2 separate regions of the Mus musculus genome follow, and region 1 is linked to region 2. Evidence: chromatin contacts called from public HiChIP or PLAC-seq data. All regions are on one chromosome and are shown on one strand. The core of a region is the stretch at or near the end of the contact, and the rest is flanking DNA. Distances in the headings are between cores, read along the strand shown. Region 1 overlaps Uchl3 (ubiquitin carboxyl-terminal esterase L3 (ubiquitin thiolesterase)). Region 2 holds the start of Commd6 (COMM domain containing 6).

Region 1 (6,128 bases), core at 3,090-5,589, 43 kb after region 2:
CAGCCAGATACATCATTGTTCTTAAATTAGGCAGAATTATACTAATTATAGTCATCGCCGTTGTTTGTTTTTAAATTAGTGTTTCTAATGCTGTTCTGCTTGAAGAGTAGAATATTTTATCTTTATAGTGTCTTTAGATCTCCAGAAAGTGTCTGCTTGGGGAACTATAATTGAGGCAGAGGTTTACGGTACACCTTGTTTTATTTCTCTCCCCTTAGTGTTTTTGACTAAGTGAAGGTGCCTGACAGCACCACTATCTGCCAGTTCAGATGACTGTTAGCACTTCCAAGTAAAAGGTTTTAATTAAGATCGATCTGGCTATGATACTTTTAGGTATAATGTTCTATAATTAATAGACTACAGCTAATTTAAAACATGGCTTTACCTGTACTGGACAATTAAAAATTGCATGACTCTCTATGTTTATTTTGTTATAATAATCTGGAGTCAAACCACAATATCCTTAAGTGTACAGCATCACTGCATGTTCCATATAGAGTGCTGTAGATAGTCTCATTACACCATCAAGATTCCAGTGTAGTTTGCCAGTGGGACATAGGGTTCTGTTAATGTCCTGGCAAACATTGTTGCTTGTTACTATTTTAGTTGATAATTGCTGATGACTCTGCAATCCTTCATGTGAAAGAGATTATCATCATGAGATAAAAGCAAGTATAAATAGAGTGAAAACTAGGAATTACTGCTCCAATATTTAAAACTTCAAATAGTTACTTACTAGCCTGCCATGGTGGTCCATGCTTTTAATCCTAGTACTTGGGAGGCAGAAGCAGGATCCCTGAGATCAAGGCCAACCTGGTCTAAAGAGCAAGTTCCAGGACAGCCAGAGCTACACAAAGAAACCTTGTCTCAAAAAACAACCAAAACCAAAACCAAAAGTTACTTATTAAACCCTTAAGTCTGACATAGAGGCAACAAGAACCTGACTAATAGCTTCACTGTCGTTTAAATACAGTTTGAGCATCCCTAATCCAAGATCACAATCTAAAATGGTGTGCTCACTTGTAGGTTTTTGTTTGTTTGTTTGTTGGTTTGTTTGTTTAATTCCACAAGCTCCAAAATTTGGAACACTTTTGATTAGAGCCACTTGAACTGCTGTTACATTATGGGGAACAAGACAGTATAATAATATATCATCCACATTTTAATACTGTAGAATGTTAGCCAAGATACAAAGATGTTTGAAACATACTTAGCCAGGAATATGACTTTGTTTTCCTCACTCTTTCCTCTGTTACATATGCTCACACTGAAAAACATGTTCAGAAAGAGAGCTAGAATCACACATAAGTAATAGGACAATATTTGACCAAAAATTATATTTTTGTGTTTAGAAATAATCAGAATTTCTATCTTATAGGATTGTTGTGGAAATCTATAGCCTTAGTATCTTTGACTATCTAGTATACAATATTGTTAGCTGTGGTTATTGTTGCTTGATCAGTATATAGAGATATTTCTGTAAATATTTGTTAGACCATCACTTACAGGTATAGAAAGCTAACAACAATAAAAACACAACGATGTCTTCCTGGTGCATCATTTCTATCTCTGTTTAGAGAGTAGTGTGTTGCACTGAGAAATGTGGAGATGCAATTATTGAGGTATATAGGCACCCAAATATATGACTGATGAGAAAGGAAACACAGAGAGCCACCTGTTATTAAACAAATGAAAAAGGAAGAAAGAGCTATAAACGTTTGCAGATCATGAAAGGCAAACTGCTATAGGCTGTCAGGAGACTATACAGTCTCTGTGAATTCTCCAAAGAGAAGAGTTACACCCCCTCTCCACAGATCTCATTGGGTACTCAGGAGTTTGACTGCAGGTAGACAAGGCAGGAAAGATCTTCAGGTGAAGGCATAGAGGAGGCAAACAGCGACCACTGTGGGAAGGCACTCACCTGGGCTCTTCTCTTCTGGAGAACAAAGCTTAAAGACCCCAAACGAATCCCTTCTGCAGTCTCTCTATGAGAGATCCTTAACTACGAGTGGACTCCTTGGGAAGCTCCTGTGCTTGATAGAGAGGAAGTAAGGAATTATGCTCTGGCTGGTTGAATAAGAGCAAAGAAAGCTTTTTGTGCTAAGGAAGAACCATAAGTACTGGTGTGAAGATGAATGAAGTCATGAAGAAAGTCCTCTGGGCATAGGCTTTGGGCAAAAGCTTAGAACGTTTCATGCAACAGAGCTGAAAAAGGATTCCATTAACCCAGGTCTCACTCTTAGTGAGAATGCTAGACTTTAATCTACTCTTACACTGAGGGTAACTGTACCGAAAACAAAACCGAACAGCTCAACCTCTGGATGGATTAGACTCACTGCTCTACATTAAGGTTTTGATGGGGCATGCCTAAATGTCAGGACTGTTTGTGTCTATGATACTATACAAGATATCTGACTTTTAACCAAAAATAGTAAGAAAAAGGAAACATTAATATTCTGTCAGGAGACAACAGAATTAAGCCATATGCAATAGTTCAAACTATCAGAGAATGTGTAATAATGGCATTAAAGGTTGAAGTAGACATGATGGACAAAATGTATCAACACGTGGAAATTGTTAGTCGAGTTGAAAACTAAGAAAACACTAAATGGAGATGTTAATGTTGAGAGGCAGGACCAGGGCTGAAGAATGCCTGGAACAATTCTCTAGTTGTTAGGGGGAAAAACAAAAACAAAACAAAACAAAACAAAAAAAAAACCCTGAGAAAACAAATTACATTTAGGATGTGGAGATAGGTCAATGGCTTGTATAGCCACTTGTGAGCACCACAGAAAAGCCAGCCATGTATGAGTGTCTGTCACCCCATTATTCGTATGGTGAGATGGGAGGCAGACATCCGAGAAGCCAGAAGATCATGAACCAGCTAGCCTGGTATGTGGACAAGAATCAAAACACAAGAGAGACTGCCGCAAAAGAGGTGAAACGTGGACCAAGGTGAAGGTTATCCTCAGTCTTCCACATACTTGCACGTATCCAAACACACACAATTTAAAATAATTAAAAAAAATTTTTTTAAGAAAATATAGAGGTAAAATCTGCTGGAACCATGATAAATTAATTATGAATTCTACAGTAGTGCCTAGCTTGTTCCATTTCTGACCCTCCTTAGAGAAGCTGGTAGTGCTTCACTCAAAGGAAGTCATCATATTGATGCCAAATTTAATGTGGACATCCTATCAGCATAGTACACTAAAGCCCTGAACTGCTGAACCCAAGTGATCCTCCTGTGTCACCTTCCTTTATGGCACTAACGGTGTGCACCACTGTGCCCAGCCTCCCACAGACCTTGGAAGAACCAACAAAATGAGCATGTAGGGTGGCAGGTAGATGAAAGCTTTCTGCTAGTGTAAAAGCTTGGGTGATAAGTGCACTGCTGTAACTATGAGGGTTTTCCCTCCGTCTATACTTAGTGGACCTTCTGTATTCATCATACCTGCAGCTGTAGAGTCAGCCAACCGTAGGTCAAACATTTCCTGTAGAAGTATGTGTCGCAGGGCTGAAGAGATGGCCAAAGTTTAAGACAATTGTACTACTCTTCCAGAGTACCCAAGTTTGGTTCCCAGAACCCACTTCAGGCAACTCAAAACCAAGGCTAACTCCAGTTCCAGAGAATCTGATGCTCTCATCTGGCCTCCAAAGGTCATGTGCAAAGGTCACTTATGTGCATGTACACTCACATAATTAATAGGAATACACATACACACACACACACACTATATATATATATATATATATATATATATATGCGCTAAAGTGTGCCTGAACTAAACATCTACAGATAAGTTTGTCATTATTCTCTTAAATGATTCAGTATAATAACTTTCCATGGGTTGATATTGTATTTGGTGTTATAATAAGTAATTGAGGTGACTTTGAGTGTATAGTAAGATGCATGCAAGTTACACAGAAATAGTATTATAAGATTTTATATAAGAGATTTGAATATCCACAGATTTTTCTATACCAGAATTTCTGGAGCCAGTCCTTCATGGATATAAAGAGGTATTTGTGCTTATGTGTGAAAATACTGGATACGATACCAATAAATGGGTTGTATTACCTCAGGAAGAAAAGTTATGAGGGGAGACAGTGTAAGTACAAATGATAAAGCATATGGGGCATCACAGACATATCTGGATATTGCCTCTAATTGTGTTTTTGTGACTTTGTAAAATTGAAATTACAAGTTTTATAAAACAGAGGAACGAGACCATCATTACCTAAAGGTGTGCTTGTAGTAAGCAACTTAAAGGGCTGAGAGGGAGTCTACCACCAGGGCAATGCTGGTTTGCCTACTGTCTGCTGTAAAACAAATGCTTGCTCCAACCTGACATTCCTCTCCAGCCGTGCAGCCCAGTGCATATGCAGCATCCTTCTGGACTGTTGGCAGTAAATCTCCACCCAAATATGCCCCGGCAATGAAAACACAACACAGTTAATATGAATACATGCTGTGCGCCTAGATTGGGCAGATCTACCGCTCCACTACCATCTTCCACATCTGTGCGATCCCTTAGAACTTACGGTTTCTTCAGGCCATGTGCTTCTGCTCTGCTTTTCTTTTTCCTCCTCCTCTCCCTCTTCCAATTTTCTCTTCTCTCCCCATCACCTTCTGCTCCACCTTCCCTTTTTTCTGCCCAATCATCAGCTCTCCTTTATTTTACAAATTAAGGTGGGAAGCAGGTTTATAGGAAATCACCTGAGTGCTGACTCATTCCTTGTTCACAACCACTCACAGGAGAATGGAATTAACATCAAATATAATTAGCCCCAGGGCTACCCACAACACTGGACCTGCATTATCCTGGGTGACTTCACATAACTTTCGGGCTTCCTTGTGCTATGAATAGTAAAGTTGCTTCTAACAGAAATCTCATGTCTTTTGCCAGCACCCATGGAATGATAACAATTAACTTATTAGATTGAAAGATAAAAATCAAATTCCAGACCTAGTTCTGACCATGTTCTACCTGTTACTATTTGTGTGTGATGGATTTTTTTTTTCCTTACCTGGATTCTTGGTCTAGAATACCTCCTTGCATTTCATCTCCCAATCTGCCATCGTCATCTCAGTGAGTAACTGTCACGGCACTCTGTCCTTCCCAGCTTCTGAGAAGATAGTTTGTCTGCCCTGCTCTTCAGTCCCGGCTGGCTTCCATGTCACTCTTTACTCCGATGCTCTCCCCCCTTCATGGGTTTGCCTTTTCTCCTCTTCGCTTTGGCCCTCGTTTGAAGGAATGCAGACTGATGGCAGCAATCTGTGAGAGCAAACACTATGTGGTACTCACTTGTATTCCCACGTGGACTCAAGCTGAGGGTCCCTTTGTATATTTCTGCTGGATGGTTAATGTGAGTGCTGACATGCTGAACTTTTCTTAACCCCCCATGGTGGAAATGCCAATTGTATTTTTGGCTAGTGTATAACACACTCATATTAAGAGTGCCAACAAAGTGCGAACAAAGGCTTTTAAGAATGAGAAGAGTTTTGAAGATCATTTCAAGCTAAAGGCGCTTCGCTAATGTCGTGGCTGATGAAATGTATTATCACCAAAGAACTGACGACCCTTATTTTCATTTCTTCTTATTGTACCTATAGAGAGGGTGGCTTTGTCAGGCTAGAAATAAATCTCCAATACAGCAGATGTTATCTGTTGAAGGTGATGGTTATAAGATGACCTGGAACAACAGCATTTGGAAAATTGTCCTCCAGTATCTATTCTTAAGAGAATTATACCTGGGTTCACTATAACTTAGTATAATTAAAAACTGGCACCACAAACATTCTCTTGGCCCCACATAGACTCTGTGCTGGTGACTAAGGCCGTTGAGCTCTAGAGTCTCATCTGAAGTAGCTGCAGTCCTCCAGCATGCTGGTGGCATGAGCTTGGTTCTGACAATCGCCCATTGGTGCTCTGCTTCCTCTGAGTGTAAGCTTTGGGTGGAGTTGGAGTTATCCCCTAGCTTACTGGAGATTAAATGAACGGATAGATATGAAATACCTCAAAGCGTACCCGGCATAGAATAAGTGGTACGCAGTTTATATAGTTACTATCTACTCAAAAGATGGACAGTAGGCTCTGATGCCTTTCTTCCTTATAACTTGTCAG
Region 2 (6,816 bases), core at 1,334-3,833:
ACGGAGCTCTTGATACTGACACTAAAACCTGGGTGGAAAACTTTGCCTCACTCTGAAGATGAGATGGCGCCTGGCACTCAAACTACACTTGCTGATTGACTCTATCTTTTGCAATAAAACTACGGTGTGCCTTGTGACATCACTCCTTGGACAAACACAAGCAGTGCTGACTTTTCAGTTCCTAATTATTAGGACTAAGTAATAACTTCCAAGGTCCCTACACACTGAACTAGACATCAGAAGTTCATTGCTTTTCATAATCAGAAACATTTTTTTTAAACTCCTGATTTCTTGGGCACATGGAAGTTTGTTTTCTGCTTCACCGTGCGTTCCAGGGATCAAACTCAAGTCATTCAGCTTGGCTGCAGGCACTGTCACCCAGTGAGTCAGTGAGTCAGCCCCTCATAACCCTGTGACACAGCCATAACCCTATGAAACAGCTCATTGCATGGTGGTTTGTTTCTTGGTTTTGGAGACAAGATTTTTCTATAAAGCCCAGACTGGCATCACAGCTGTGGTGACTTCTGCTTCAGCCACCCAGGTGCTGGGACTACAGCCACATATATCTAGCTTGGTAGATTAATTTGCAACATACTGTACAGTTTGTTTTTGTTAAGTTGTGAAACTTGTCTAAAATTGCATTTTTCAGCTCTTTGTGTGTGAACTATGCAAAAAAAAAAAAAACCTGAATCATCTTTTTTAAATTCATTATTAATTCTGATAGTCTTGTAAATTATCGTGGTTTTTCTCGTGTATATAATCATATGACCAGACACTGGTGAATGACTGTATGGAGGGGATTATGGCACCCTTGCCACTCAGATACATCTGTGTCCTAATCAGAGACTTTCTCCTTGTGAGAAAGCAGACATTAAAGATTTAACAGAATTAAGATCGTGGGCTGCATTTTCCTGGGTGTGATCCCAATGTAATAACAGCTTTTCTAGAAGGAAGGAAAGAGGGTTGGAGTCAGAAGAGAGGCAGGGGTTGGAACTGAGCTGAGGCCACAAACAAGATAGGAGGTGGGCTCTAAGAGCAGGAAGAGACAAACAAGAGACCCTCCCCTGCAGCCAGACCACAACCTTCCTCCACCTTGGCCCTGTAAAACTGGTTTTATACCTCTGACTCCCAGAACTGTGACCGATGGATTCATATTGCTTTAGGGTGGAAAAGTTTCCTAAAATACATACATATAAACTTCATACGTACATACATAGATACGTACAGCCCAGTACAGGTCAGTTTCAAAGCATCTTTAATGGAACATACAAAACGAGAGGTCAAAATAACGTGGGGTTGAATAGTAATAATAAACCAACTCAGGTAACTCTGACTGGAGAGATGGCTCAGTGGTTAAAAGCACTTGCTGCTCTTCCAGGGGACCCAGGTTCAGTTCCCAGCACCTACATGGCAGCTCACAACCATCTATTTCTGCAATTCCAGCGACTCTGAGGCCCCTTCTGGTCTCTAGGGACCCACGTGTTATACAGACAGATAAAATCTTAAAACAAGAACAAAGCAACAAAAAGCCACTAACTTCATATACGGTTACACAAAATAGAGCAGGTTTATCCGTATCACAGAGTGCCCTTGCAGGACTCTTCCAAACCAACAGCAAGAAAAGCTGGAGACTTCTAAGCTCTAAATCCAGCCAGTTAGATGCTGAGGCCAGATGACCACAAGTTCGAGGCCAGTGTGGGTTACAAGTTAAGGCCGACCTCAGAAGTTTAGTGAGAGCCTGCTTCCAAAAAAAAAAAAATCATTTGGAGACAAGGAGCAGTCAGTACACTCTTCTCTCAGCCTCTGTATTCTTACCATGTTTTAACTTCAGCACTTTTCTTATATTTAGGTGAACATAGGTAACTCCTGACTAAAACTCCCAATGTTCTGTCTTGGAAAAGTGTTAGTATAACTTTAGGAAGTCAAAAATCCTATTTATTCTTAATGTAACATAAGAGAGGTTAGACAAGTTAGAGTTCCTCTTCAGAGTAAGGTCTTTAAAGAAATGACTGAGCTTGACGGAGCACACCTTCGATCCCTGCGCCTCAGAGGCAGAGGCCAGTGGATCTGAGAGAGCTCAAGCCAGTCTGGTTTTCCTAGCAAAGTTCCCCGGCTAGCCCGCCTCAAAATAAGCTATCGTTAAAAGAAAAAGGGAGGACGCTATTTTTGCAAATCTTAGCAATGTCTCTTGTAAGCGTCACATTTGAAAACATCGTATTCCTGCCTTGGAGTAAAGGAATAAAGGGTGCCTAATAAAGGTGGACCAGCGCTCGGGCTGCACTCTAGGGGCAGGGCAGTTTAAGTGACAGCCACAGCGGCCATCCCCTCGGGTGCAAGAGGGAAGCGCAGCCCGGGGAAGGATCGGCGAGCAGGGGATGGGACGGCGGGGCGGCCACTCACCTGGCCCGTGACCTGGAACGGAAGCAGAGACACGAGTTAGAGAAACGCAGTCCGGGCGCCAGCGTCCGCCCCAGACCCTTCTCCTTCCAGCCCGTACTCACCTCCGACTTGGCATCCAGCACGGGCTCCCTGAACCCAGACTCCTCCATGACCACAGTGTGATCCACCGGCCAGCACTTCCGCTTCCGGACCTAGGCCCCGCCCACTCACGCTAGGTTGCGGAGAATAGATTTCTATGTAATTCGAGTTTTGTCTCAGTTAAACATCAGTTTTATGAGATACTGGGAAAGGGAAAGTTCTGTGGGGGGGAGAAAGGTCCAGAGACGTGCAGGAAACCTGGTGGAGGACTCGTGACATCCAGGATGTCGGCTCCCCCATCGTAGGGCAAGAAGTGGGCTCATCTCTGCGCAAGCGCAAAGTCACTGTGCCTGCAGTGACACCAATCGGCTTGTGGCCACACCCCTAGTGTGGACTCTGGTGTGACTATAACTACAATTGTCTAGCGAGAACTCTTCCCTGGGACCGAGTTCACCGGCTTAGCCTGACTTAAGGAGGGTGGAGCCTTTTTAAAATCTCTGCTATTACTCCAAATTTCAGCAGCAACTTCTCATCCTGTCTTCTCTTCTGTTGACACCAGATGCATTCTGCAGAGAATATCCACACTGATTTTTATTCTCCTGCCAATATTTTATTTAGGAGAAAAAAAAAAAACCTTGAAAATATTTTCATACAAGTTGCAAATAATAACATGCCACCCACATTTACCAACGGTTACAGCTTTACTGTACAAATGTGCTTAACGATTTTTTCTTAAATAAATGAGCGCTTGTCTCCTAAGAACACTCTAACCAAGAGGAACACTCCTCCATTGTTGGTGGGATTGCAAGCTTGTACAACCACTCTGGAAATCAGTCTGGCGGTTCCTCAGAAAATTGGACATAGTACTACCGGAAGTTCCCGCAATACCTCTCCTGGTCATATATCCAGAAGATGTCCCAACCGGTAAGAAGGACACATGCTCCACTATGTTCATAGCAGCCTTATTTATAATAGCCAGAAGCTGGAAAGAACCCAGATGCCCCTCAACAGAGGAATGGATACAGAAAATGTGGTACATTTACACAATGGAGTACTACTCAGCTATTAAAAAGAATGAATTTATGAAATTCCTAGGCAAATGGATGGACCTGGAGGGCATCATCCTGAGTGAGGTAACCCAATCACAAAAGAACTCAAATGATATGTACTCACTGATAAGTGGATATTAGCCCAGAAACTTAGAATACCCAAGATATAAGATACAATTTATGAAACTCAAGAAGAAAGAAGACCAAAGTGTGGACACTTTGCCCCTTCTTAGAAATGGGAACAAAACACCCATGGAAGGAGTTACAGAGACAAAGTTTGGAGCAGAGACAAAAGGATGGACCATCTAGAGACTGCCATATCCAGGGATCCATCCCATAATCAGCCTCCAAACGCTGACATCATTGCATTCACTAGCAAGATTTTGCTGAAAGGACCCAGATATAGCTGTCTCTTGTGAGACTATGCCGGGGCCTAGCAAACACAGAAGTGGATGCTCACAGTCAGCTATTGGAGGGATCACAGGGTTCCCAATGGAGGAGCTAGAGAAAGTACCCAAGGAGCTAAAGGGGTCTACAACTTTATAGGTTTAACAACAATATGAACTAACCAGTACCCTGGAGCTCATGTCTCTAGCCGCATATGTATCAGAAGATGGCCTAGTCGGCCATCACTGGAAAGAGAGGCCCATTGGACATGCAAACTTTATATGCCTCAGTACAGGGGAATGCCAGGGCCAAAAAGTGGGGGGGAGTGGGGGGGAGGGTATGGGGGACTTTTGGGATAGCATTGGAAATGTAAATGAGGAAAATACCTAATAAAATATATGTATATATATATATATAAAAGAACACTCTAACCATAAGTCTGGAAACTCAACATCAATCCAAGTAAGGCATGTAAATAGCTGGTGCTTCCTCAAAGGCTTGGGACAGAATCTGCTTTTCAATTCATTCAAGTTGTTGTTAGGGCTTAATTTCATGCAGGTTCTTATTTTGCTAGTTTTCAAGGATTCTCGGGTTTTAGAGACGATTCATACCCATGTCTTTGTGTCTTCACTGCCATTGCAAAGCCAAATAGTAAAACACGTCTCCCTCATGTTTGCTAATCTAACTAGACAATTTCTCCTTTCCTTTCTTTTACCTACATTCTCTGTTTTTAAGGCTTCAGATGGTTAAGTAATGCGTACTCAAATGATCTAGAATAATTTCCATAGGCATTAAAGTATATAACTGAAATTACATATTCTGAATAATCCCTATATTACAGTTTTGTTGAATAGAGATGTTATCTTTATAGGCTGAACATCTTTAGAGGTCCACTTACCACAAAATAGCTCACTTCGGATTGCTGAACTGTACTAGTTAAAGTACATACAGCAAACACCAAGAACTATGCCATGCATGCTGTAGTTGAAAATCTAAAACAATCTCTAGCCAGTATTATCGGGCTTACTTAAATGTACTAAATAACTTGCAGAAAAGAATCCCTGTATGAGCCGGGCGTGGTGGCGCACGCCTTTAATCCCAGCACTCGGGAGGCAGAGGCAGGTGGATTTCTGAGTTCGAGGCCAGCCTGGTCTACAGAGTGAGTTCCAGGACAGCCAGGGCTATACAGAGAAACACTGTCTCGGAAAAACAAAAACAAAAACAAACAAACAAACAAACACGGACAGACGGAGCTCCATCCCTGGAGGCACATGGCAGAAAAAAAAAAAAAAAAAAAGAATCCCTGTATGAGAGAAAGCCCTCACCCAAAGAAACAGGATAAAAAGATGGAACAGTATTATACATCCAGTTGATCAATACATTACTTCTAGTTATTGGAATATTTTCCTTTTTTAAAAAACGCAGGCTCTCACTATGTAACCCTGGCTGGCCTGCGACTCACTATGAAGACCGAGCTGGTTTCTAACTTACAGAGATTTACCTTCCTTTGCCTCTTGAGTGCTGGAATTAAAGATGTATACCACCATACCACAAACTGCCCCCTTCCCAGCTCCTTGCTGCTGGGAATAGAGAAGACACACATAAACATATAACCCTGAGAGGTCAAAGCTTTTAAATTTAGACTCCATTGTAGAAAACCTGACCTAAGTTTGAATTCAGACAAATTAACAGGCTGGTACCTAACATTAGTTTCCAAGTCAATCCCCAACAAAACCTGAGCCTAGCTCCAATCTCTAGGCTAACCCCCAACACCAGAGTCTCCAAGTATTGCCCCAACAGATTTGCACTCCCAGGTTACAAGCCTACCCCCTGCCTAACGACCACCAATGCAGAGAGAAGCAGCAATTAAGTTTATGATATGACTCCCAGTACCAGCCAATTATGTTAAAGGCCGGGGTAGCTCTCCAATTAGATGCATAAACACCCACGCTCCTGCTTGTAGCTTCCAATAAAGCCTTGCCCTGGTAGATTTTAGGAGCACCCCACCACCAAAACCATCATGTGTGATAGCAGTGCCCTGGGGCTAGGGGGACCTGAGCTAGCTGGAATAAAAAGGCCCTACTGTGGTTGCATTGGATCAGCTCCTGTCTGCTTTGGGACATTTCAACCTTTCCCTGGCACTACACCCCTCACCTGATCTTTACAAAAAATTTCCCAAAGCAGAAAGAACAAATATGTTAAAGTTAACTTCTGTTTACTCTATTTTATGCGAATTTTATTTTATCTTAATTTTTTGAGGCAGGGTCTCACTTTGTAGCCCTTGCTATCCTAGAACTCACTATTTAGACCAGGCTGCCTTATACATCATCACACATGGCCTATGAATTTTTGACAGTTATTATTCAATATGAGCACCCCTTTCTGAAAGTGAAATTCTTGAAAAGAGGCTGTGTCTGCAGAGACAGGTTGGCTGACAAGAATTTCAGTACTGTGGAGAGATTGGAGTGGTGTAGTCCAAAGGCTAATTTACCTTATCTTGATCTAGCTCTAGCCCCCCAAAACAGCCGTTCTCCACCCACTTCTGTGTCAGAATGAACAACTAGTGGCTTGATAAATGGAATCCTTTTAGAATCTATTAACTTAGCACACTGCTAGCTTCCACCAATCCAAAAGCTAAGAATGTCATCAGATAGTATCTTGAGACTATAGAAAAGCTTCTCCCATCTCAATGTCATTGTTGTTGTTGCTGCAGTTGTTGTTGTGTAACTATACAAACTTCATGAAACTTCTTTTACATTGGAACATGGAATTTGGGTTAAGCAAAATCTGTGTTCCAGGGCATGGTCACTCAAAATGGCTACAGAGTTAAAATATCTTTTATTTCCTTTAAGATTAGAGCTGTGTGTGTGTGTGTGTGTGTGTGTACAAGGAGGGAGAGAGA

What was found. HiChIP or PLAC-seq counts read pairs in DNA pulled down with a chosen protein or histone mark.
Region 1: a contact with region 2 is called in an H3K4me3 HiChIP or PLAC-seq map of embryonic stem cells, with 30 read pairs. The contact joins the enhancer-like site here to the promoter of Commd6 in region 2. A contact is called at or near these places in 1 of 39 promoter capture datasets (pre-B cells), 4 of 115 datasets of contacts at active chromatin or transcription factors (the SCID.adh cell line and embryonic stem cells) and 1 of 9 other capture datasets (pancreatic islet).

Annotation. Positions count from the first base shown.
Region 1 is chr14:101,678,937-101,685,064 of GRCm38.p6, forward strand. The region is part of intron 6 of Uchl3 (ubiquitin carboxyl-terminal esterase L3 (ubiquitin thiolesterase)); the gene reads left to right. Among named protein-coding and RNA genes, the nearest start is that of Uchl3, 28 kb to the left of the region's middle. Within about 2 kb of position 4,340, at least 7 of the 459 cell types and tissues checked have an H3K27ac peak or open chromatin away from gene starts, as enhancers often do. A contact at or near this core is called in embryonic stem cells, where this site is marked.
Region 2 is chr14:101,637,888-101,644,703 of GRCm38.p6, forward strand. It overlaps Commd6 (COMM domain containing 6), which reads right to left and starts at 2,584. Exons shown (of 4, transcript NM_001033132.3): 1 at 2,502-2,584; 2 at 2,401-2,412. The coding sequence starts at 2,549.